3 separate regions of the Danio rerio genome follow, and all the other regions are linked to region 3. The links are chromatin contacts, called in public HiChIP or PLAC-seq maps. All regions are on one chromosome and are shown on one strand. Each heading gives the region's core, a stretch centred on a gene start, on an enhancer-like site or on the middle of the called end of the contact. The rest is flanking DNA. Distances are from core to core; before and after follow the strand shown. Region 1 holds the start of si:ch211-284e13.6. Region 2 holds the start of si:ch211-284e13.4. Region 3 holds the start of LOC100150229.

Region 1 (3,614 bases), core at 555-3,054, 130 kb after region 3:
GAGGTGTTCAAAAACCCCTCGGCTACCCTTTTTCTACTTAAATACATTCCCGAAAAAGAATGGAAAGCCCCACTAGGACATCTGACAAGAACACAAACATATGAACTCTGAACGCCAGCCTGTCAAACCCACCGGCTCAACAAGACGCCATGTACCAACTGCTATGGATGGATACAGAGGACTCTTTGACATTTGTAAAGAGTTTATAATGCAGGTTTATTCCACTAAATTAAAGACACTGCTGAGATAATCGCTCATCGAGAGAGAGAATGAGAACAGCAGCACACGGCTGATTCATCTCTGCAGTTCTACGAAGATATGTTTTCTAAATTACTTTGTTGTTTATAAAACAAAAGAAAAAAGGAAAATTGACACGCTCGTTTCTAACGGCAGCAGATCAATTTAGTTCATCAGAAATAACGCCAATGATATCCGTGTATTGAAATTATTTAAAATACCGTGTTGATTTTGTTTGCTAGGAGTATCAGGCTTTAATAACTAGGTGTTAGTTCAGACAAGAGCTTCTTCACATTCTTCACATTTTCGTTTCGAACTGTTTGGCCTTCATAGGAAATGACATGCATTCAGAGCAGTTTTCATGGCCAAGCAAACCCGGGGTCACATGACAGACAATTACTCGCTTTCAGGCGAGTAGCTCAACTCCATTGTCCTCTTTGAGTTAAAGGTAAGAGATACTTTAAAAAGGAAAATCGTGAGCTGAAACTGAAATGGTCAGGTTTATAATGGCACGCTGCATTATCCTGATACTCGGCACATTCCATGCATAATATCCTGATGTCAAAGTCCTGAAATATAACCAAAGAGAAGCGCATATCAGCAAGTTCTCCAAAGATTTTCTCTGTGCAATTTTGCCTGCTCATACAGTCTGTAAATATATTCACCCCCATAGAAAGGGGCATTATTTGACCATTATTTGGGGATTTTTAAAACGTGTGGTTTGGATATCTTCAATTCAGATACGAGGTTGTGGCACCTGTGGATGACGCTGTCACCTGATACCTAAACCACAATCTTGGGAGCTACTGTCTTGGCAGAATGTAGCTAATTTTCAATTGTAAAACTCACCATTTTATCTTGTTGTCTGTGATTGTGTAAATAAAAGCTGATTTTAGGGAGTGTGCAGATTCTTTCTTAGTGTTTAGTGGATAGATGTGCTTATTTAGTGTCATGATGTCATCTATATTCAAAGCAAAAGGTTTATTTATTCACTTCAAATGTTCAAATGATACAAGACGCATAAGTATTGCTAGTTCCAGAGCTTAATAAGCATTAACAAAAGGGTCAAGTGATTTGTTTGTTTGTTTGGACAGTTTTAGATAAGGTAAAAACACACAAAAAAGTATTGGGATATATTTCTCCCACCACACTGAGGAAGACTAACAGGTATACTGAGGATGCCAACACACAAGGGACAAAAAATCTTTGTGTTCATTCTGGCATAATGTTTGTGTTATTATTATTATTATTACTATGTTATAAATCAGTTGTACATCCGTTTGATGATAAAGAAGGAGGGATATCTGTGTTTTGTGTGCGTATGTCAGGGTTAATATGACTGATTGATAAAGAAGCGCGGAGGATTGGGTGTCAACTCGCGCTCGGGTGACTCGAGTAAACGGAGTCTGAGCTGAATTATAATTCGCCTAGAACTAGGACATGGTGGCTCCGCCCATTTATCAAAAAGCCCCACGTTGATTGGACGAAGATACGCGAGTGAGGCGGAGTTAATGGGTGTGTCGTGAAGCGTGACCAAACTATGATTGGCTTTCGTCTCTCTCTATCAGAATCCAAATAGCGGCTCCTAGAGCCAAACCACATTTTACACATTAAGGAGCTGTCTGTGGTAAAGTGTCGCTGATACTAACACAGGATAATTCATACCGTGCCAACGTTGTTTTTAAATTGAAGACAAGCTCCTTCAAGAAACCAAACGCCTTATTTGACCATAGGAATAGTTTGCTTATGGTTTATTCCCAATTATGTGCAGCCGATAAAGCTCTTTCTTCTTTAAAAAGACGAACACAATTTCGGCTAAATCGACGGAGAACTCACTTGACATGCACTTCACGGACTTCCACGGACTACTACTGTAACACAAGGTAAACCTCCTCAAATATGACATGTGTAAATCATGTTTGGCAGATTTAAATGTGTTGATCATACCTGACATCTGTTCATGTCATAATGGTTGTTGTTTACTTTATATAATTTTTTTTAAACAGCAGTTGTGTGAACAGGCATGTTGTATTCTATTGTGCTGCTGTCCACGACAGGTGTACTGTGCCTTTATAAGCTGTCGTCGTATTAAAATGTCCATGTTTCTGTATTAGCTCGCTCGGCACGCGCGCGTTTCTCTTCGGCTCGCGCTTGGCTCTGCTGTCACGCGCGTCAAAGCTGCGTCTGTCCGCGGCGCATCTCCTGCTCGCAGCGTTCAGGCTTTCGGCTTCAAACTGCGCGAACCGCCGCTCTTCCCCAACCCCCGTTCAGCGCTCCGGCAGCGAGGCGGGGCCAGCCCAAATAAATGTGGGGAGGGGAAAAACGAAGACAACAAACCTTAAAAATGTAGGCCACGGCGCGTGACCCAGTTCCTCGCGAACAACACAGCGAGTGTGAATGTGGAGCACGGTTATTATCCCCCACGCCCGGCACGGTTCCAGGGCGGCTTCAACTGTGTGAGTGTGTGTGTTTGTGTGTTTTTCTCTCTGTGCCAGCCAATGTTCAGGGGCTTTTACAAATATCAAAGAGGAGAAATAAATGCTACATTTACCCAGTTTGCTAACTAAAATTGTAACTATGTGTCAAAAAGTTAGCAAGGATTTTTAACATGTTTTTGCACAATGGTACTTTGACACTAGACAAGTAGTTTGTGTGTATATATAAAGTATCTCTAATATATTATGTTAATAATATATTAATACTTTATATTTTGTCAATTTTTTTATGCAAATTCAATAGAATTTTATTTAATTTATATCAATAAATTAAAAATTTCCCCTGCTAAAACCTGCAGTTAGCCCTTTAAGTTATTTTATCACATTATTATAGTATATAACAAAGTATTATTATGTATATTATTACCATTATTGTTGTTATTATTATTATGTTTTACATAAATAAAACTTAGGGTGTGGTTGTGAAATACTGATCCTAGATCAGAAACAAAACTTCAACATACACAGTGGCTACATACAAAAACATAACGTTTCATACTAAATAAGCAAAAACAGATTGTGACTTTAAAAAAAATATTAAATCGAAAAGTGGGAAAACTACAGTCTCAAGATGGCAGATGTAGTTCCGATTACATTTAAATGAATCCTATATTCTAGTCTTCAAAATAAGTACCTTCTCAAGAGAATATGCAATTTCGGATGCAGCCATAGACATTAGTATGGGCTGAGCATGTGGTAAAGCACATCTCTGTTCACCTGTTGATTTCACAGAGGGAGAGTGTCAGTTTCAATAGTGTGTGTTATAATCTGAGGTAAGGGGTGGGCTGGGCTGCTTTTGTGTGGCCATATTGGGTGTTCTTGGTCTTGACCATGGTTGAATGCAAAAAGAGAAGATTGTAGCCTTGTGTGTGACAGATATTT
Region 2 (3,857 bases), core at 1,151-3,650, 160 kb after region 3:
ACAGCACAGTTGTCCGCTTTTATTTGGTCATTCATTCTTTCTTTTTTCCTCCAAAAAAAGGAGAAAAACATTAAATGGATTTGGCTGAAAGGCAACTAAACTGTAAATCAGGATGGAATTAACATGTAAATAATTTGACAGAAGAGCATATATTTCTTCTTTTTAAGTGTCTGAAATTGAAACATTTTCATAAAATCATCAAAATAAACTGGGTTTGCATTTGTTTTATGTATGATGAATATGATATTTATCTTTAAACAAGGTAATATATGTCTAACAACATATTTTTAAGGGTGTAATGATACTAATTTTGTACAGAAAGACATGCATTTTTATTGAAAGAAATGGCTGCAGACAATGGGCTATATGCACACAGATGTTTAAGACTTGTAAGATCTGATTTCTTTAAAAATTAGTGATCTTCACTGCCTGATAGATATACAATATTATGTTTATCTCAGATCAGACAAGAAGCACTGCATTAAATCCCATTTCTCCCCACCATGTCTTTAAAATTGACTGTTTATTTTACCCCAGAGTTTCAGCGCTCGCCTGCTGATCCTGACGGCACTAGCGCTTACACTGTCTTTCATCTCGTATTATGCTTAATCAAATTAATGAATGCTGAAGTCTTTTTAACTGAATGTATTGTGATTACATCACAACATTGATGCTGTAAAAGGAACCTCATAAAATTAAAAATATTCACACAAACCACACCTGCCAACACTCTCGTTTTTCCCAGGAGTCTCCCGTATTTCAGAAAACTCCCCCTGCACACCAACCCAACGTGCAACCATCTTCATAACCGCTTCCCACTTTTAAGTTCGCGCACGAAACATGCTTTCATCATATACAGTGAACTAATAATTGACTAATGTCATTGTCATCTTTAATATGTTCTTATAATTCAGGCATTCTCAAACTTTTGTCAGCTAACCATTATCTTAAAATGTGTAGGCCCACTTAAAATCAAGCTGTAATCTAACACAATAAAATCAATATTTCAATAATTTATCAATGCATATGCATAAGGCAAATGTGGAAATTAATCATGAATCATTATTTTATTATAAAAGATCTACTCAGAAAATAACAATGTTTTGGAAAATATATATTTAATATTGATTTATTTTAAAAAAATGCACAGTGATCTTGCTGAAAAACACTAGTCTTTACTACAATTTAAGATCCAACAGTCCACTTCTTTAAATGAAATGAGTGCAGTTAACTCAAAATGCACTGAAAGTTAGTTCATCTCATTTGAAAAGAGTTTTGAACTCAGTGTTAAAGGTATTGAGTTAACTAAATACCTCATTCAACTTAAATGGAGTAAGTTCACAGTACTCATATATAGATTAGTTTTTTAACTCACATGGTTTGTAGCAATCGGTTTCCTCAAACGGTTTGAGCTGCCTTAACTTATTGGGTTTTACAGTACTCAGCTGGTTTGAGTTCTCTTCATTTGTCAGGTTTTACTGTGCTCAAATTGCTTTATTTACTCAAGTGGATTAAGTTCACAGCACTCATTAGGATTAGTTTTTGAACTTAAATGATTTGTTCCTATTGGTTTCCTCAAACAGTTTGAGTTACTTTTTGGGTTTTTACAGCATGTATATCCACTAAATACAAATGGTTTTAAAATGAAATTAAATGTTTGCTATGTTCAAATTGTAAATGGGTTGTTCATTTATTCATTCATTTTCTTTTCAGCTTAGTCCCTTTTTTAATCTGAAGTCGCCAACCTATCCAGCACATGTTCTATGCAGCGGATGCCCTTCCAGCTGCAACTGTAAATGGGTTGTTTAGACTGGTAATTTCACATTTACTGCATGAATTTCAACAAATTCTAATAAGTAATTTAGCATTTTTGTCTCATTAAGCATTCAAATTAATCTAATGTGTAGTGCAGGTGAAAGTTATCAAGTTAATTTATTTTTTGACACACACACACACATAAAAAAAAAAATAATGCAAAAGACAACCAACAGGGGTCGCAAACGTCTCGCCATGAGGGATGCTCTATAGCGCAAGAGACTTGCCAATGACCGGAGAGAAGGGGATTCCGCATTTAATAATTAAAAAATACAACACTACGTTAAAAAGACACAGTGTCGTGTATGTTTACCATAAGAAAAATAATTACAGAATTGATTTGACCGTGCATTCCTCCTACATCCTGCCAGATGCAAAATCACAAACTGCCAATTAAAAGAAACCCATAATGTGGGATTACACGCGACATGTGTTAATTAAACCTGGAGGATGCTGAGCTGTCTCGATCCACGAATCCACCGAAAATAACGCAGTCTCAGATCTCCTGTGTGTACACCGTGTGCATGAACTGGCATTAGCGGGTTTACCAGCCTCACAGACGTACAGACAGAGGGGAGGGGGGCATCCGAGTGTGCGGGGTAGAGCTGTACAGTAAACAATTCTGGTACGCTTGCAATGATGCTACACATCAGAGCTGCATGCTAGTGCAGACGTCGGATGCCGCATGTGCACGCCTGTCAGTGGAGCCTGCCCGGGTGCACACAACCATACAGCCTGGACCAGGAGGAAAACAAGCTAATTTGGGCTCTCCTCGAGGGCGCGAGGGTGCATGATGAGAGAGAGGAGAGAACCGCTGCTATCATGAACGAATGTAAAATATACCACAGATTTTAAACAGACGTTGGTGGATTAGAAATAAAACAAGCAACTGGCCGAGCAATGGAGAGCCAGGCGGCGATGGAGCAGCAGAGCTACGAGGACGTGCGGAAAAGCGGGTATCTCCGCAAGCAGAAATCTATGCACCGGCGCTTTTTCGTTCTCCGGGCTGCTTCGGAGCAGGGCCCGGCCAGACTCGAATATTACGAGAACGAAAAGAAATTCCGAAGCAAGTCACCAGTCCCAAAGAAAGCAGTGAACCTGGACTCTTGCTTCAACATCAACAAACGGGCAGATTCAAAAAACAAGCACATGATAGTGCTGTACACCCGCGGGGAGAGCTTTGCCATAGCCGCGGACACCGAGGAGGTCCAAAACGAATGGTACCAGGCCATGCTGGATCTACAGTGTAAATGTGAGCAGGAAAATTATGTGTTATTGTACCCTAGAGTCGAATTCTTTAATGATCTGTCATTCAAATACAGGGCGCAGCATAGACCTTGGTGGTTGCAATTGCTTGCATCTCCCCATCAACTTGCGTGTTGCTGAGGGGAGCCCCCTTGTCTTCAGTGGATGTATATTTGCAAAGCTGTTTGGATTGAAATGCACGTTCTACCCCACCCGTCTGTTCAATGTAGCCACCACACCTGGAGATGTGGACGCTCGCGGTATTAAAAGGGCTAGATTGATTACGGTGCATGCATTGTAGATCCATTCATAAATGGACGATATCATCGTTTGATTTTAATTGGAAAATCGACATGCAATATAGCATATAATGAAATACTCCCCAGCCCTAGACATAACTACTATAATGCGTAGTGTGAGAGTGGCGCATTGTGCAGCGGACGCTACTGCAGCGCTCACGACTGTTTTTGTTTTTCTACACATTTGTGCATGTTGTGCGTGTAACCTACATTTCTGTCATAGCGGTTTTGCCGGGGAGGGGAGCCGCAGCAGCCGTGCGTATTTATTGGAATACGGGTCTCCTCTTGCCTCATGTTTTGGTAGAGCATGATCCCCCCACCCTGCCGCTGAATGAACCGATCACCGGGTTGAACAGTAGGCCATCAGTGATCATATGGAGACATTAGCACACAGTTCCTTCCTTTAGCACACAGTGCTTAGCATATATATAAGCACACCCCTCACAAACCAATCTTTTAAATTCATATTTTTAATAGGAAGCTATACAATATTGTATT
Region 3 (3,666 bases), core at 23-2,522:
ATGAAATTTTCCTACGGAGACAAATAAAAGTTAACCAACAAACTCCCTGTTTATGATTTTTGTTTGAGCCTTTTGCTTTTTTATGCTTTTTATTCATTGAAGTGCTGTATCCATTGATTTGCACTGTATGAATCACCAAGGACTGCGCTACAAATCTTTATTTTTACATATCTTTATATTTGTAGTCATTTCCAATTCTTGTCTGGAATATGATTTTGTGTTGAGGTGGTGGAGAGATTCTTAAACTCTTGCTGAGCAGAAATACTTAAACCCTATATACACCTGTAAAAATATTATTATTAACAATGTATTTATTGTGACAAAATTAACAGATTTACAAACAAAATGACGTTCATTTAAACAACATTTTAGGGGGTTGACCTAATGCTTATTATAGTAGATGAAATATGCAATGAGAAGATATAAACAATATACACAAACAAGCTTAGTCCCTTTATTAATCCGGGGTCGCCACAGCAAAATGAACCGCCAACTTATCCAGCTTGTTTTACGCAGCAGATGCTCTTCCAACTGCAACCCATCAATGGGAAACATCCATACACTCCCATTCACACACATATATACGGACAGTTTAGCTCACCTAATTCACCTACCACGTTTATGAAGTTGTGGGGGAAATTAGAGCACCCAGAGTGTTTTCAGTCATTCAAGTATAAATTGAGAAGTTCTAGGGAAACTATAAATGATTGACTTTTCACATGATTTTGACAAAACTCCAGCCTTCATGTTTATTTTATGTTTAAGATATAGAATGTTTATTTGCTTAAACATTATTTGCTGAGGGTGGCACAGTGGTTAGCACTGCTGCCTCATAGCAGGATGGTCGCTAAAATTTCATTCAAAAATGAAAATATTTCTCAACCTCCTTTGTTTATGTTGATTTCACTTTAAAGACCATGAAAATAACTTTTTTTGCATAAAAGTGAAATTACTGAACCTCCACATAGGAGACTTATGAAAAACGCTCATTTTAGAAGAAAATTTCAGATGGCATTTACAGGTTTCTGCATCTGAGATCTGAACTCTTCAAATGATATATTTGCTAAAAGAAGTAGCCTATAGCATATATTGAATAAAAAGCCTTTATTACCAATTTTTTCATAATTTTATCATTTAATACCAATAAATGATCATTTTAAATCAGCCACATTTGCCTTTTATAACCATAACTGTGTTTTGTCCCCCTAAAAAAACTTATTTGCAACTTATACGTAAAAACTACAAAGCCCACATGATATGCTGACGTCATCATTGCTCGACATCGTCGGTGACGGCAGCAGAATGCGACAGCTTGGTCAAGATTTACAAACATTTTAAGGGGGTCTGTGTTTTCAACACAGCAAACAGACAGTGTAACGAAGTGCTGATAATGGATGTGAGGATGTTAACTATTCAGCTCTAGTCAGCCAAGACAGAAACCAAACGCGCCTTCAGAGCTCTGCAATCCCGTATGTAACGTTACATCGCTCAGTGTGTAGGAGCGTGCCGTGGATCGTAGCCATGACTTTGAGCATGGACATCAGCGTTTCCTTTCTCAAGTGCGAACTCGCCTCTACTATTGATCAAGCCGTAAGATGCGCCGTTGAAACTGTTTTAAGAGAAACGGCGCGTGTTGTCGGAGTAAAGCTGGCCGCGGCTCGTAATGCAGCCGCAGAGTCGCACCGGGAGAACCAGAGCCTGCGGGAGAGGCTGGAGATCTCCGAGAGCGAGCTCAAAGCGGTCCGCTACTACATGACCGCGGCCGAGAAGAACATCAAACAGTGTTTACTCCTCAACAGAAACCAGCCCGGGGCAAACAGCGCGCGGTCGAGCGCAGAGGACGCAGTGTTCGTGTTTCCCTCACGCCTCGCGGACGAAAGCCCCACAGCACCCGCACAGAGCAGAGATTCTTCCCGCAAGACTTTTCGCAGCTCACCGGGAAGAATCCACAATCTCAAAAATGTTCCCAGTGTGGGCCTGTGTCTGCCCACGGTGCAGTCAGTCTGGCCTCGTGATTGTGTGAACCGCAGGAAAGCACGAGGCTCTTCAGTAGGGAACAGTTCAGCCCTCTCGAGTGACTCTACCAGCACACAAGTTCTGCTGGACAACACTGCTGCCCTCTTCAAACCGCAAGAGGACACAGAGGGCCCGTTTTACATCACCAACGAGGGCGGAAAAGGTTCATTGTTATTATTGTTTTCATTTGTAAGCAGGATAATGAGTTGCATGACCATCAATTATGGCCATGCAATTTATTTTTAATTTATTTATATCAATGAAAATAAATATTGGCTGGTGGCAATTATTTTATTTAAAAAAAGGTCATGGCCAATAAAAGAAAACAAAACAGTTATATTCAGGACCAACCACTGAAAAATGTTCAACTTAACATGCAACAGTCCTCACATTAATATTATTTATATTTATTAATATTATTATTATATTTTTATGACAAACTATATTCTGTACAAGTGTAAGTTTGTTTTAGGATATACTAAACTTTGGATTATGCAGCAGACTATATTCAACTGCCTCAGGGCCAGACAGAACCTGTGGATATTTTTTGCTTTTTCTGAGCAGAATTTTGTTCAAAAAATCTGCAGATTTATGCTGAAGGATTTTTGGAGCATTATAAATAAAACCTTAATTTATGAAAAGAAACTTTTTTTACTTGTATTTAATGTGTACAATGCAAATCCAATTAGATCCATTTGGTAAACAAAGTAAGTCTCTCGTATAATATATCCACTAAAATACAAAAAAAAATTACTTTACAAACTATATTGTGAATAATCATACAAATATTTTCATATTAGTTAATAATATTACTGAAATAAAAGAAAAAAACTGAATAACTATAAATTTACACACATTTAAACAAGTAAATAAACAGAATCAATAATAGACTAAAAATCTGGAAATCTGCAGAATTCTGCACACTCAGATTCCATGTGGGCCTACTCATAAGTCATCTGTAAAAAAAATAAAATAAAAAAATAGCCCTACAAATATCAGTTCTCAATACATCAGTGCATTTCTAAATGCGGTTAAATAATGTTTGAGATATGTAAAAATAAACATTTCTTTAAACCCTTTTGTAATTCAAATATTCTGGCTTCAGTCCAGTAATTGTATGTCTTCAGATATCAGCAACCATATAACTGTATGTACAACAATGTAACTCCTATGATTAATTTCTAAATCTATTAAACCATAGGTCTAAAACTCTATTCCTGGAGGGCCACAGCTCTGCGCATATTTGCTCCAACCCTAATCAAACATAGCTGATCCAACTAATCAAGGAGTTCAAGACTACTGTATACTATAAAGCTGCGGTCGGTCACACTAGAGTTTGAGCATGTGAAATTTTGTAGTACAGCACTGCGAAAAGGGGCGGGAATAAACGATGATTAGACATTAAAAAAGTGAGCGATTGGTCCGTATTTTAAATTTCTGTGCAGAGAGGTCATGTTTTGATTTTATAGTGGGCTCACGCAATCATCATGTGATGCGATTTCGCAGGTCAGAGTTCACCAATCTTGAATTTTGCAACGCAGCGAACCACAAAACTAGCCGCATGAGCTTGTGTTTCCGGTCTGATGCATTCATGTGCATATGAATGAAAGTTTATGGGGAGAAAAGTGGTTGGAGCTAAACTATGTAGAG

Evidence for each region. HiChIP or PLAC-seq counts read pairs in DNA pulled down with a chosen protein or histone mark.
Region 1: an H3K4me3 HiChIP or PLAC-seq map of gastrula embryo shows a contact between it and region 3, with 2.1 times the contacts expected there. The contact joins the promoter of si:ch211-284e13.6 here to the promoter of LOC100150229 in region 3. A contact is called at or near these places in 1 of 18 Hi-C or Micro-C datasets (caudal fin) and 2 of 4 datasets of contacts at active chromatin or transcription factors (embryo and gastrula embryo).
Region 2: an H3K4me3 HiChIP or PLAC-seq map of gastrula embryo shows a contact between it and region 3, with 2.0 times the contacts expected there. The contact joins the promoter of si:ch211-284e13.4 here to the promoter of LOC100150229 in region 3. A contact is called at or near these places in 2 of 4 datasets of contacts at active chromatin or transcription factors (embryo and gastrula embryo).

What each region holds. Positions count from the first base shown.
Region 1 is chr5:39,024,394-39,028,007 of GRCz12tu, reverse strand. It overlaps si:ch211-284e13.6, which reads left to right and starts at 1,804. Exons shown (of 4, transcript XM_021476559.3): 1 at 1,804-2,120. gucy2d (guanylate cyclase 2D, retinal) reads left to right here. Exons shown (of 19, transcript NM_131866.1): 19 at 1-350.
Region 2 is chr5:38,996,834-39,000,690 of GRCz12tu, reverse strand. It overlaps si:ch211-284e13.4, which reads left to right and starts at 2,400. Exons shown (of 3, transcript XM_690205.10): 1 at 2,400-3,067. The coding sequence starts at 2,716.
Region 3 is chr5:39,157,304-39,160,969 of GRCz12tu, reverse strand. LOC100150229 reads left to right here and starts at 1,272. Exons shown (of 2, transcript XM_001923522.9): 1 at 1,272-2,179. The coding sequence starts at 1,522.